2 separate regions of the Ovis aries genome follow, and region 2 is linked to region 1. A link is a contact called in public Hi-C data. All regions are on one chromosome and are shown on one strand. The core of a region is the stretch at or near the end of the contact, and the rest is flanking DNA. Distances in the headings are between cores, read along the strand shown.

What was found. A called contact is a pair of places that touch in the nucleus more often than the background predicts.
Region 2: a Hi-C map of hypothalamus shows a contact between it and region 1, with 3 times the contacts expected there. The contact joins two enhancer-like sites. A contact is called at or near these places in 2 of 16 Hi-C or Micro-C datasets (hypothalamus and tail adipose tissue).

Annotation. Positions count from the first base shown.
Region 1 is chr3:9,623,579-9,628,623 of ARS-UI_Ramb_v3.0, forward strand. MVB12B (multivesicular body subunit 12B) reads right to left here. Exons shown (of 14, transcript XR_009600100.1): 8 at 3,255-3,310; 9 at 626-685. LOC132659553 (a long non-coding RNA gene) reads left to right here. Exons shown (of 2, transcript XR_009600101.1): 2 at 1-478. Among named protein-coding and RNA genes, the nearest start is that of LMX1B, 120 kb to the left of the region's middle. Within about 2 kb of position 2,138, at least 17 of the 54 cell types and tissues checked have an H3K27ac peak or open chromatin away from gene starts, as enhancers often do. A contact at or near this core is called in hypothalamus and tail adipose tissue, where this site is marked.
Region 2 is chr3:9,832,844-9,837,888 of ARS-UI_Ramb_v3.0, forward strand. No RefSeq gene overlaps it. Among named protein-coding and RNA genes, the nearest start is that of MVB12B, 36 kb to the left of the region's middle. Within about 2 kb of position 3,113, at least 10 of the 54 cell types and tissues checked have an H3K27ac peak or open chromatin away from gene starts, as enhancers often do. A contact at or near this core is called in hypothalamus and tail adipose tissue, where this site is marked.

The sequences.
Region 1 (5,045 bases), core at 888-3,387:
TCTCCACACGGGAAGACGACACGCACGCCGGCGCTGTCTGGCGAACGTGGGGAGACCACCGGGAGAGCTGACCCCCAGTTTCGTGCCGTTATCGCCACTCTCTTTCCTCAGAGGCGTCACATGTGCTTCCAAATCCTGGGATCTCTTTTTATTAGGAAAACATCCAAACTCTTTCTAACCAGGCCGCCAAATGGGGTTTGGCTTTATCAAGCACAATGGAATGTGTCTTGATCCTTCCTCTAAATCATGAAACGGCTCGGACATTTCCTCAAACCCCTACTGGAGGCAAATAATAAAACTGAAGGGGAAAGAGCCAACTCCGTGCCCTGGCCCCAACCTCTGCCTTCTTTAAGCTGAGACCTTTTTTTAACAAAATGAAGCAGCGTTGACTGTTCTGTGTTATCATGTAAAACCTTCTGTCTTATTACTTTAAGTCATACATGCATTAAAAAGTGAGTTTCTTCTTCTTAGTAGTAAACTTGAGTGAAAGCATCTTTCTCAGAGGGCCGCCCCACCCTGAGGTCCCTTCTTGTCCCTGGAACACACCCTTAATGTGGAAGGGAGACGCTGGGCCGGCCAGCGAGGACCTGGGCCCTACCTGCCCCATTCTGGGGAGCTTGCTTACCTCTTTTTCAATTTCTGCCAGAGATTTGATGGTGATTCCCAGGAGATCAAAGGGCTGCATCTGAAAATACATCAAGTCACCCTTTCACATGGCTGGAAAAAGTGCTGCTTCACATTTGCTTTCCTTCACAACTGCGACACTTCAAACCCCACTGCGATCTGGTGTTTTCTCCACTCCTTTCCACAGAAACCATCAGTGTGACTCCACAGTGCTGCGTGAGCAGACTCAGAAAACCTGGCTGCCACCGGGGCCCTTCTGGTGGGGACTCCTGCTTAGGCGCCCAGGTCGGGGGTGGGGGGCCGCCACAGCTCTCCTGAAAGACCGTCACTGCTATCAGTAACTTCTGCCTCTCGTCTCTCTCTGACCACCCCCCACCCTACCCCGGAAAGACCAGTATGCTCTTTCTGCAGCCAGGGGGATGCAGGTGCCCACGGCTTCACTACACTGCCCTGACCACCCTCACCTGGGTGTTGGAATGGGTTTGAGGAACTCTGGGGAGGCAGGCAGCCCATCTCTTGCCTGGGACTCCTTAGCATCAGGGAAGGGGGTGGAGGGAACTCTAGGTCATTTAAAATGCCAGGTGAATGAACTAACCAACTGCCCATCAATGGTCGTTTGAGAAATCAACAGTGGTGGAAAATAATAACACCATTTTAATTGAGTGTTTGCTTCTAAAACTTCATAGAGATGGGGACCTTTCTTCTTTGAGAACACTGGCTTTTCCACACCCAGCATGAAAAATTAAACACACAGGGCAATGAGAGTCAGCTGGAGGCCCAGAGAAGCCTGGGCTGAAGTGCCTGGTGAGGGGCAGAGGGAGCCCTGTCCCCGAGGTCCCTGGCCTGGGTCCCCCCTGGGACCCCCATCATCTGTATTCCCAAGGCAGCCCCCCGGGGCTAGCAGCTGGGGGTGAACAGGTGCAACCTGAGAGTCGGATAAAACCCCTGGAGGCCTTCGTGGTTTTGAACTGCAGCCCAGAAGCAGGGGCAAGAGCTGGAGTCTGAGCCGGGCCAGGGGGGATTCCCTGAAGGCCCGCTCTGAGCCCCAGGACCCGGATTCTGACGGGACTCAGCGCCTCCGCCTGCCTCTAGGCGGGATGTAGCAGGACAGGTTAATCCCTCCATCAACCTCTTCTCCGGTTACAAAGCATCGCGGGCGGGCCCCTCCTGGCCAGGCCAGGCTGCCGGGAGATTAGAGAGAGAAGCGAGGGGAAGCGCTGGACTTGGCCCGTGGCCGCCTGCCTGAGCACTCGCTGAGTCGGCAGATCCCGGACTTGGGACAGGGCCACCGAATTAGGCTCTCGGCTCCTGGAGCTGCGCTGCCCTCAGCCACAAAACAGTTTGGCTTTCTCCTGCTGCCAGCCCGCGCGGCGTGAGCACCGGGCCGCCTGCCTGCGCGGCCCGGGATCCAGCGGCGGTCCAGCTGTTGTATCATTAGGCTCTAACTGCCCCACTAAACTTGCCCGCTTGGAGCCGCAGCGCAGGACAGAATGGCCTCTCCAACCGCGCGGGCGGGAGAGGCGCCAGCGTCTCCATGGCAACACAGCCAAGTGGAGTGAGTGGTCGGCTGAAGTTACACAGGCTCTGCGTGTCAACATCACGAGCGTGTTTTTTTCTTTTTTTCAAGATTAAGCCGCTTACCAGAAGGGTTCAGAGGAGGCCTATTATATTTCATGAAAATGGAAACTCCAGGGCAGGTCAGATCGCAAGCTGGGTGGTTTTAAGCTGGATCCAAGAAAAACACTTTTGCTTGAAGGACTCTGAGCTGGTGCCCAAACCAGGGATGTCGTGTTTATTAACTACTCAAGAGCAAACTTCTGCAGCAAGGATTTGAAAAACATCCAGGAACAAGTCTACAGAGCCCACAGACCCGGCCTGCACCACTGAGGGGTACAGGCGCCGCCAGAGACAGGGCACAGGGGTGCCAGGCGGGCCCGAGGCCATGCCTGCCTCTCAAGGTGTGGGGTCCGGCCTGCAGGCCTGGCGCGTTCACTCAGTCCCTCTGTCACTAAAGACGGCTTGGGGGCCCAGCCTGGCCTTGGTTCCCTCTCGTGCACCGTGGGGTCTGTGCTGGCCTGCCGTGGGCGATGGACCCACAGCTGCTGGGCAGCAGCCTGCGTGAGCACGCCCAGCCCCGCCATTCAGACGCCTGCGACTCAGAGCGGAGAATGTGGTCGTCACAGGATGCGGCAATGACAATGGGGAAGGGTTAGCAGCTTGCTTTCTGCTGAACGTTGTCAATGTTAAATAAAAAAGAGCAGAAATTAACAAGGTGAGCTTGGAAACCAGGAATATTTACAGCCAGCAAGGTTCAGAACAATTCACCATCACATCTGAATCCAGAAGCCTCGGCTGTGGCTGCGTCTGAGTGTGTCTGTTCGTCTGTCTTGCTCCCTCCCCACCCTTATCCCTTCTTTTTTCTCACTTATCAAGAACCTTCTAGGCACAGCTACAGAGTCCTGCTCTTGAGCTTCTGGTGGTGGGGGGTGGGGCACCAGGGTAGCGATGGATGATTCTGGCAAGGGAGGGGTTTGGGGGCTGCCAGGATGGCCCTGCAGCGCTGTGAAGAGAAGGGCTTAGGCTAGAGGCAGAGGGAGCCGAGGCCGAGTGCAATCATGCAAGAAACTTACACTTTCTGGAACACAAGAAAACTTCTCTGAAATCATAAAAGGCACACCATCCATGGCTGCAAAAGAAGAGGGGAAAAAAACAGTGAAAATAAATGGCACTGCAGATCCACTGACGTTCAGTAACTTGAGCTATTGACACGGATAGTACAGGCTGGTCAGGGGCTGGAGCTGGCTGACACGTGCACGGGTGAGTGGGGCCAAGGGCGACATGTGCCCAGGTACCATCCGTGCTCCCAGGACACACCTGGTGCGCGAGGCAGACACCCACCGGGAGGTGCAGACAGGAGCTGAGAGCAGGGACGGCCCGGAGCCCACCCAGGGTCCCGCTGTGAGTGGGGTAGCCACTGCGGAGCTGGGGGCAGGACAGAGGCACACGGGGTGGAAGGGACAAGGCTGGGGGCTTGGGGCGGAGGTGGGCAGTGGCTGCGTCCATGAGGCGCCCTCCTGGCCAAGTCCTGATCACAGCCACGCTGTCAGGCTCACAGGAAAGGCCCAGGTCCGGGGGAAGAGAGTGGTTCTGCAGTCAGAAAGACTGGGTTGAACCCTGGCCACTACCTTGGGTGTGCTTGGGTTTAAAAGGAGGGCGGTGTGGCCTGTGTAGGAGTTGGTGTGAGCTGTCCATGTGAGCTCGGCAGGCGGGCCTACATGGCCACCACGGCTGGCTCCTGGTCTTTCAGGGCTGGATGGAAGCAGAACTGTCTGCTCAGTGTTCAGAGGACACAGCAGCAGTGGGAATGGGCCCCCGGAAGGGAAAACAGGGAAGGCAGGGGTCAGGGGTTCAGGTCCTTTCCCACGGCCCCGCATCCACTGCGCCCCCAGGTCATCATCGCCTCCGAGTCACGACCTGGGGCTGCCCCTCTTCTCCCAGGATGAGGGATTCCGACGTCCATGAGGAAACCCTGGTACCCAGGGAAACAGGGCACCCTGGACAGAGCGTAACACAGACGCTCCTAGCGTGAAGGCTGCGCAGCCACAGGCTGAGATGGGCAGGGGCTTCGCCCGGGGTCCAGCGTCCCCATCAGCCCTGAGCAGAGGCCAAACTGGCCTCACTAGTCCCAGCCACAGGCACGGCGGTGGGGGGGTCGGGGGGGGCAGGGCCTCACGGTTTTCTGGTGAGTTGTGGTCACGGAAAGGTGTGGAGTGACGAGCTAGTTCCCTGGGAATGTGGGAATGAAGGTCTCCACTTTCCCTGTCATCTTGGGATGGGGGGGCCTTCTCTGGGACACTGGTGGTGGACAATGGTTTTTCTTTTTTTCTGTCCTAAGAAATAGAGAGTTGCAGAAGCAGAAAGAAGAAAAGGAAGTAAGAAAAGAACTCTGGGACAAATCCTCTCTGATCAACAAAATGAGCCAAATGTCTCATTTTAAGCTACTTTCATCATTTCTGGGGAGGAAGAAAATGGACCCTTCTCTGGGAAGTATGAAAAGAAACTAGCACGGTCAGCCCCACGACAGCACGGGACACCCCCTCCTTTCCTGGGAGGGCTGCGTGGGCCACGGGGCTCGGACAGAGACATCTGTGGTCAGAGGCCTTGCATCACAGAGGCCCCAGGGACCTGCCCTCCCTGCCTGGAGACCCAGCTAAGCACTGGGGACAGCGTGACATCTCCCCAGGAAGGAGCAGGGAGCCCACCGTCACCTTATGCAGTATGTCACATACAAAAATATACTAAGGAAATCTGAGCACCTACATGCGTTCTACATGCATGGAGAAGGAAATGGCAGCCCACTCCAGGATTCTTGCCTGGAGAATCTCCTGGATGGAGGAGCCTGGTGGGCTACAGTCCATGGG
Region 2 (5,045 bases), core at 1,863-4,362, 210 kb after region 1:
GCACTGCCTCTTCAAACAAAAAAAAGCAAAACAAACAAAAACAAAACCAACTTCTATCATAAGGCTACAGATAGGCTGGGAGCTGAGGAATCTGAGGCATTGGAGGCATCGTCCTGATTCTGCATGCTTAGTTATAATTTCCGCTTTGTTGTGCAATGATGTTTTCATCACGGAACTTTCAGCTTTGGCTCTCCTGCCAGTTCTTCCACGTCTTCTATGTCAGATCACAGGTCACTGGCCAACCTGTGACTGGCTCTTACTTGGTCAGACACTCTCCCCTTGTCACGTTGCTCAAGCTAATGTTTGCTGTTGTCCAGTGACCCAGTCACCTCTGACTTTTTGTGACTCCATGGACTGCAGCACGCCAGGCCTCTCTGTCCCTTACCATCTCCTGAAGTTTGCCCAAGTTCATGTCCATTGCATCAGTGATGTCATCCAGCCATCTCATCCTCTGATGCCCTCTTCTCCCTCTGCCCTCAATCTTTCCCAGCATCAGGGACTTTTCCAATGTGTCCTCTGCTTGCATCAGATAACCAAAACACTGGAGTTTCAGCTTCAGCATCAGTCCTTCCAATGAGTATTCGGGGTTGATTTCCCTTAAGATTGACTGGTTTGATCTCCTTGCTGTGCAAAGGACTCTCGGGAGTCTTCTCCAGCACCACAATTTGAAGGCATCAGTTCTTCGGCGCTCCACCTTCTTTACAGTGCAGCTCTCACAACCAAACTTGACCACTGGGAAGACCATAGCCTTGACTATACAGACCTTTGTCAGCAGAGTAATGTCTCTGCTTTTCAATGCACCGTCTAGGTTTGTCATTGCTTTCCTGCCAAGAAGCAAACGTCTTCTGATACCATGGCTGCAATCCACAGTGATTTTAGAGTTCAAGAAGAGGAAATCTGTCACTACTTCCACATTTTGCCCCTCTATTCACCATGAAGTAATGGGGCCAGAGGCCATGATCTGAGCTTTTTTAATATTTAGTTTTAATTTGGCTCGCAAGCCATGTTTTGTAAAAGGTTGCTGCTGCTGCTGCTAAGTCACTTCAGTCGTGTCTGACTCTGTGCGACCCCATAGATGGCAGCCTACCAGGCTCCCCCATCCCTGGGATTCTCCAGGCAAGAACACTGGAGTGGGTTGCCATTTCCTTCTCCAATGCATGAAAGTGAAAAGTGAAAGTGAAGTTGCTCAGTCGTGTCCAACCCTCAGCGACCCCATGGACTGCAGCCTTCCAGGCTCCTCTGTCCATGGGATTTTCCAGGCAAGAGTACTAAAGTGGGGTGCCATTGCCTTCTCCACTGTAAAAGGTTATGAGACACAAAACATGGTTTCTGAGCCACAGGGCATCAAGGTGAATGATTTTTACCCCTCATAAATACCTTCACACATGCTATACCCTTTGCCTGGAATTACCAAGTTCTGGCTATATATTTCCAGAAGTCATGTACGTTAAGGAACACTTATTCCATGAGCTGTGCTATGAATACAGTTATTCTTTGCAACAAACATATGATACAGGCACTATCGAAACCGAGCAGGACCCTGCGGGACTCTGGGGCTTGGAAGTCTTTCTGACCCTGTTTCTTGACTCCAACTTCCATGACCTTCCCTAAGTTCCAAAGGGCAGATGTGAACAGTTTCTAACCCAGGAAGGGAAAAGATGGAATGCAAAGACAACACAGGAGCAGCCTTGGGGCAGGGTCCTGGTTCTACTGCAAAGGATACATATAACAAGGTCTTTAAGCCCTTTATAGAGCTGTGTGTGTTAGCTGCTCAGTCATGTCTGACTCTTTGTGACCCCATGGATTGCAGCCCACCAGGGTCCTCTGTCCGTGGAATTCTCCAGGCAAGAAGACGGGAGTGGGTTGCCATTCCCTTCTCCAGGGGATCTTCCTGGCCGAGGGGTAGAACCCACATCTCCTGCATTGCAGGCAGATTCTTATAGAATTAAAACCCAGGAAATGGAAGATGTCCGCTTTCTTCATACCGGAGAAGACCACCTGGGGCTAAAGGAACCAGAAAAGCTCATTAAGAAGATTACCTGAGGCCAGATTAGAGGAGCGCAGGCCCTGCACACACCTGACCCTTATAAGGAGCCCCCACCCTTGAACCATTTGCCATAGAAGTCCTCACCAAACACCTTGGGTTGGGACACAGTTTTCAAGGGCAGGAGATTGCTGTGTTCCCCTTTGCCTGGCAAAGCAATAAAGCTATTGTTTTCTGCTTTGCCCTGAATTCTGCTCTGAGATTTGATTCACCACAGGTGCAGAGAGGTCGAGCTTTCAGCATCTCTATCATTAGCCCCATTTTAAAGACAAGGAAGCTGAGGCTCAACAAGACTAAGAAATAGCTCTCTGACTCACATCTTAAGTTTCACAGTAGGGACTTCTGAATGAAAGAGGAGATCCCATGGCTCCTCTTCCTGCAAGCCTTTCCTAGTTCCCCCTTGTCAAAGCGGTTTTTCTTTACCGAACCCCCACAGACCTTCCACCTGCTCTTCGGAGCTGAGCACCTTTCGTCTTGTCCTAGGTCTGAGAATTGTGTCTGTTCTCCGTTTGTTCATTCATTCATTCAGTATTTATTCCCAGGCCGTGTGTAAGGCACTAGGGATATAGTCAAGTAAAGTCCCTGCTTCCACAGAGTTTATTGTCCAGTGGGGGAGATAGACATTAAACAGATAATGACACCAATATTAGTTAATTGCAATTGTTATAAATGTTATGAAGAAGTCCAGGGGGATGTGAGCATTTATAACAGGGTATATGATTCTAAAAGGCTGTGATGTCGCCTCTGAGAAAGCAAGATTTCAGCTGAGTTCTGGTTGATAGGGACCGGCAAGGGCAAGAAAAGATTGGGGGTGGGCAGGAAGATTTCAAGGCAGGGAAAAGAGCTGGAGCCAGGTCCTGAGGCTAAAGGAATGTGCTGAGCTGAGCCTGGGCACAGTGGGTCAGAAGGGCAGGACTGGGGGCTGGCACTCGCCTGGCACTGCTGTCTGGATGAGTCTCCCTTCATGCATGCTGTCTGCCCAGCCAGAGGCTCCTGGACTGGGAGGCAGGGACTGGAGTGAGAGTTTGCAGGCATTTGGTTTCTGGATAGCTGGCAACTGGGAGCAATGCTGTTCTCTGGCCATACCCCATGCTCCTGGGTCAGGAGGAGGGAGGTAGCAGAGGACTCACAGCACACTTTTTATATATGTGGGGCCATAATATTTAAGTGTCTTGGCTGTAAGCCTACGACTAGGTCCCCCGACAGCCAAGCCTTGCTCCGCACGCTCTAACAGCTGTCTGTAAAACCCGTTTATGGAGCCTCCATAAATTTCCCAGCTGCTGCAAACACAGGGCTGGGACAAAGAGTCGGCGGGAGGGAGGTGTGGGAGAGCCAGGCTCCAGCGTCTCTGCTGGCTCGTCCTCTGGGCTCCGGCTTGCCCCCTGCTCACCAGGGGCCGCCTTACCCTAAATTCTTTTATTGAAGCTGATCTCAACGTCAACCCCGTGGGGCCCGGCTGGGCGATCCAGCTCAGCACAGTCGCGGGCACTTTCAAGATTGCAGCAAAAGGTACAGTAAATCAGAATTAAGTGTCATGATAGTGATTTGAACTGACACTGTTTTCACCTTGTCCATTTACTGGGAAATATATAACAGGAATAGATTGAGCCTGTCATATTGTACCTGAAAAATACAGCTGTTAGGCTAGGAAAGGCAGCTGGCACTGAGGCAGGGTCCCAGTGGACAGGGGGTGCATGGCGGGGGGTAGGGGCTTGTTGTCAGCATCCTGTTGGGGTGAAAGCTTGTCCTGGGAACACTGAGAGCCTGATCATGCTTTTCCAAGGGCCCATTTAAGGCAGAATCAGCCCGACCAGCCTTCTAGGTAGTCATGTCCCAACTGCCAGCTCTGCTGCCCTGAGGGCCTGAAATGCCCAGACTGCATTTTTAAAAAAGCTTTCTATTAAAGCATAACATAGACACAAGTAAATGCACAAATCCCATTGCTTGATTTAAGGTCACCAAATGAACACACTTGTCTACCCAACACACAGATCAAAAAATAAGACAGAAATGTGCAAATGGCCCCCTCTGCCCTCTCTCTACCCTCTGCCCCCCATCTTCCACAAGGAGCAGGAGGGGGCACTATTCTGATGTCTCAAGCTGTGGACTGATTTTGTACGTGGCATTTTACTGAGGTCATCTTGAAATTCCCACCGATTTTTGGTCCCCAAAGAAAATAGGGACCTCTCAGCTTTAATATGGGGCTTCCCAGGTAGTGTTAGTGGTAAAGAACCCGCCTGCCAGTGCAGGAGACTTAAGAGACGTGGGTTTGATCCCTGAATCAGGAAGATCCCCTGGAGAAGGGCATGGCAATCTACTCCAGTATTCTTGCCTGGAGACTTCCATGGACAGAGGAGCCTGGAGGGCTACAGTCCGTGCGGTTGCCAACAGGTGGACACGACTGAAGTGACTTAGCATGCGTGCACACAGCTTTAAAATACTTTATAAGGAATATGAGCAACAGATACCCCTCCTCTCCTCCTGGAATCTCGCACAGGGTCTTGACCCCATTCCAGAAGCAAGATGGGTAGGAGGGATCTGAGATGGGTGTGAAATGGCAGGGGTGGGGCAGGACTCAGAGACTGGGAGAACTGAATAGGGGGCGTGGAGGAGGAGAGAGGGTCAGGGACAGGGTAAGTGTCAAGGATAAATTGAGGGTCAAGGCTCAGGGCAGGCTCAGCAATGGGGTGGAGGCTTGAACGGGAGGACCTCAGGGAGGTATGAGGTGAGAGAGTCTAAGAGGTCCACACTTTGCAATGCAAGAAGCTGAACCTGGTGTCTTGAGGCTGTTGTTCAGTTGCTCAGTCGCATCTGACTCTTTGCGACCCCATGGCCTGCAGAATGCCAGGCTTCCCTGTCCTTCACCATCTCCCGGAACTTGCTCAAACTCAAGTCTTGGGGGTCAAAGCGCTAACAAAACGCAGATGGGGACAAGCTTTTTGCAGGAGGACTGAGGCTGTCGCGCTCCTCCCTCCCCCCCCAATTCCTCATGGACCCTGGC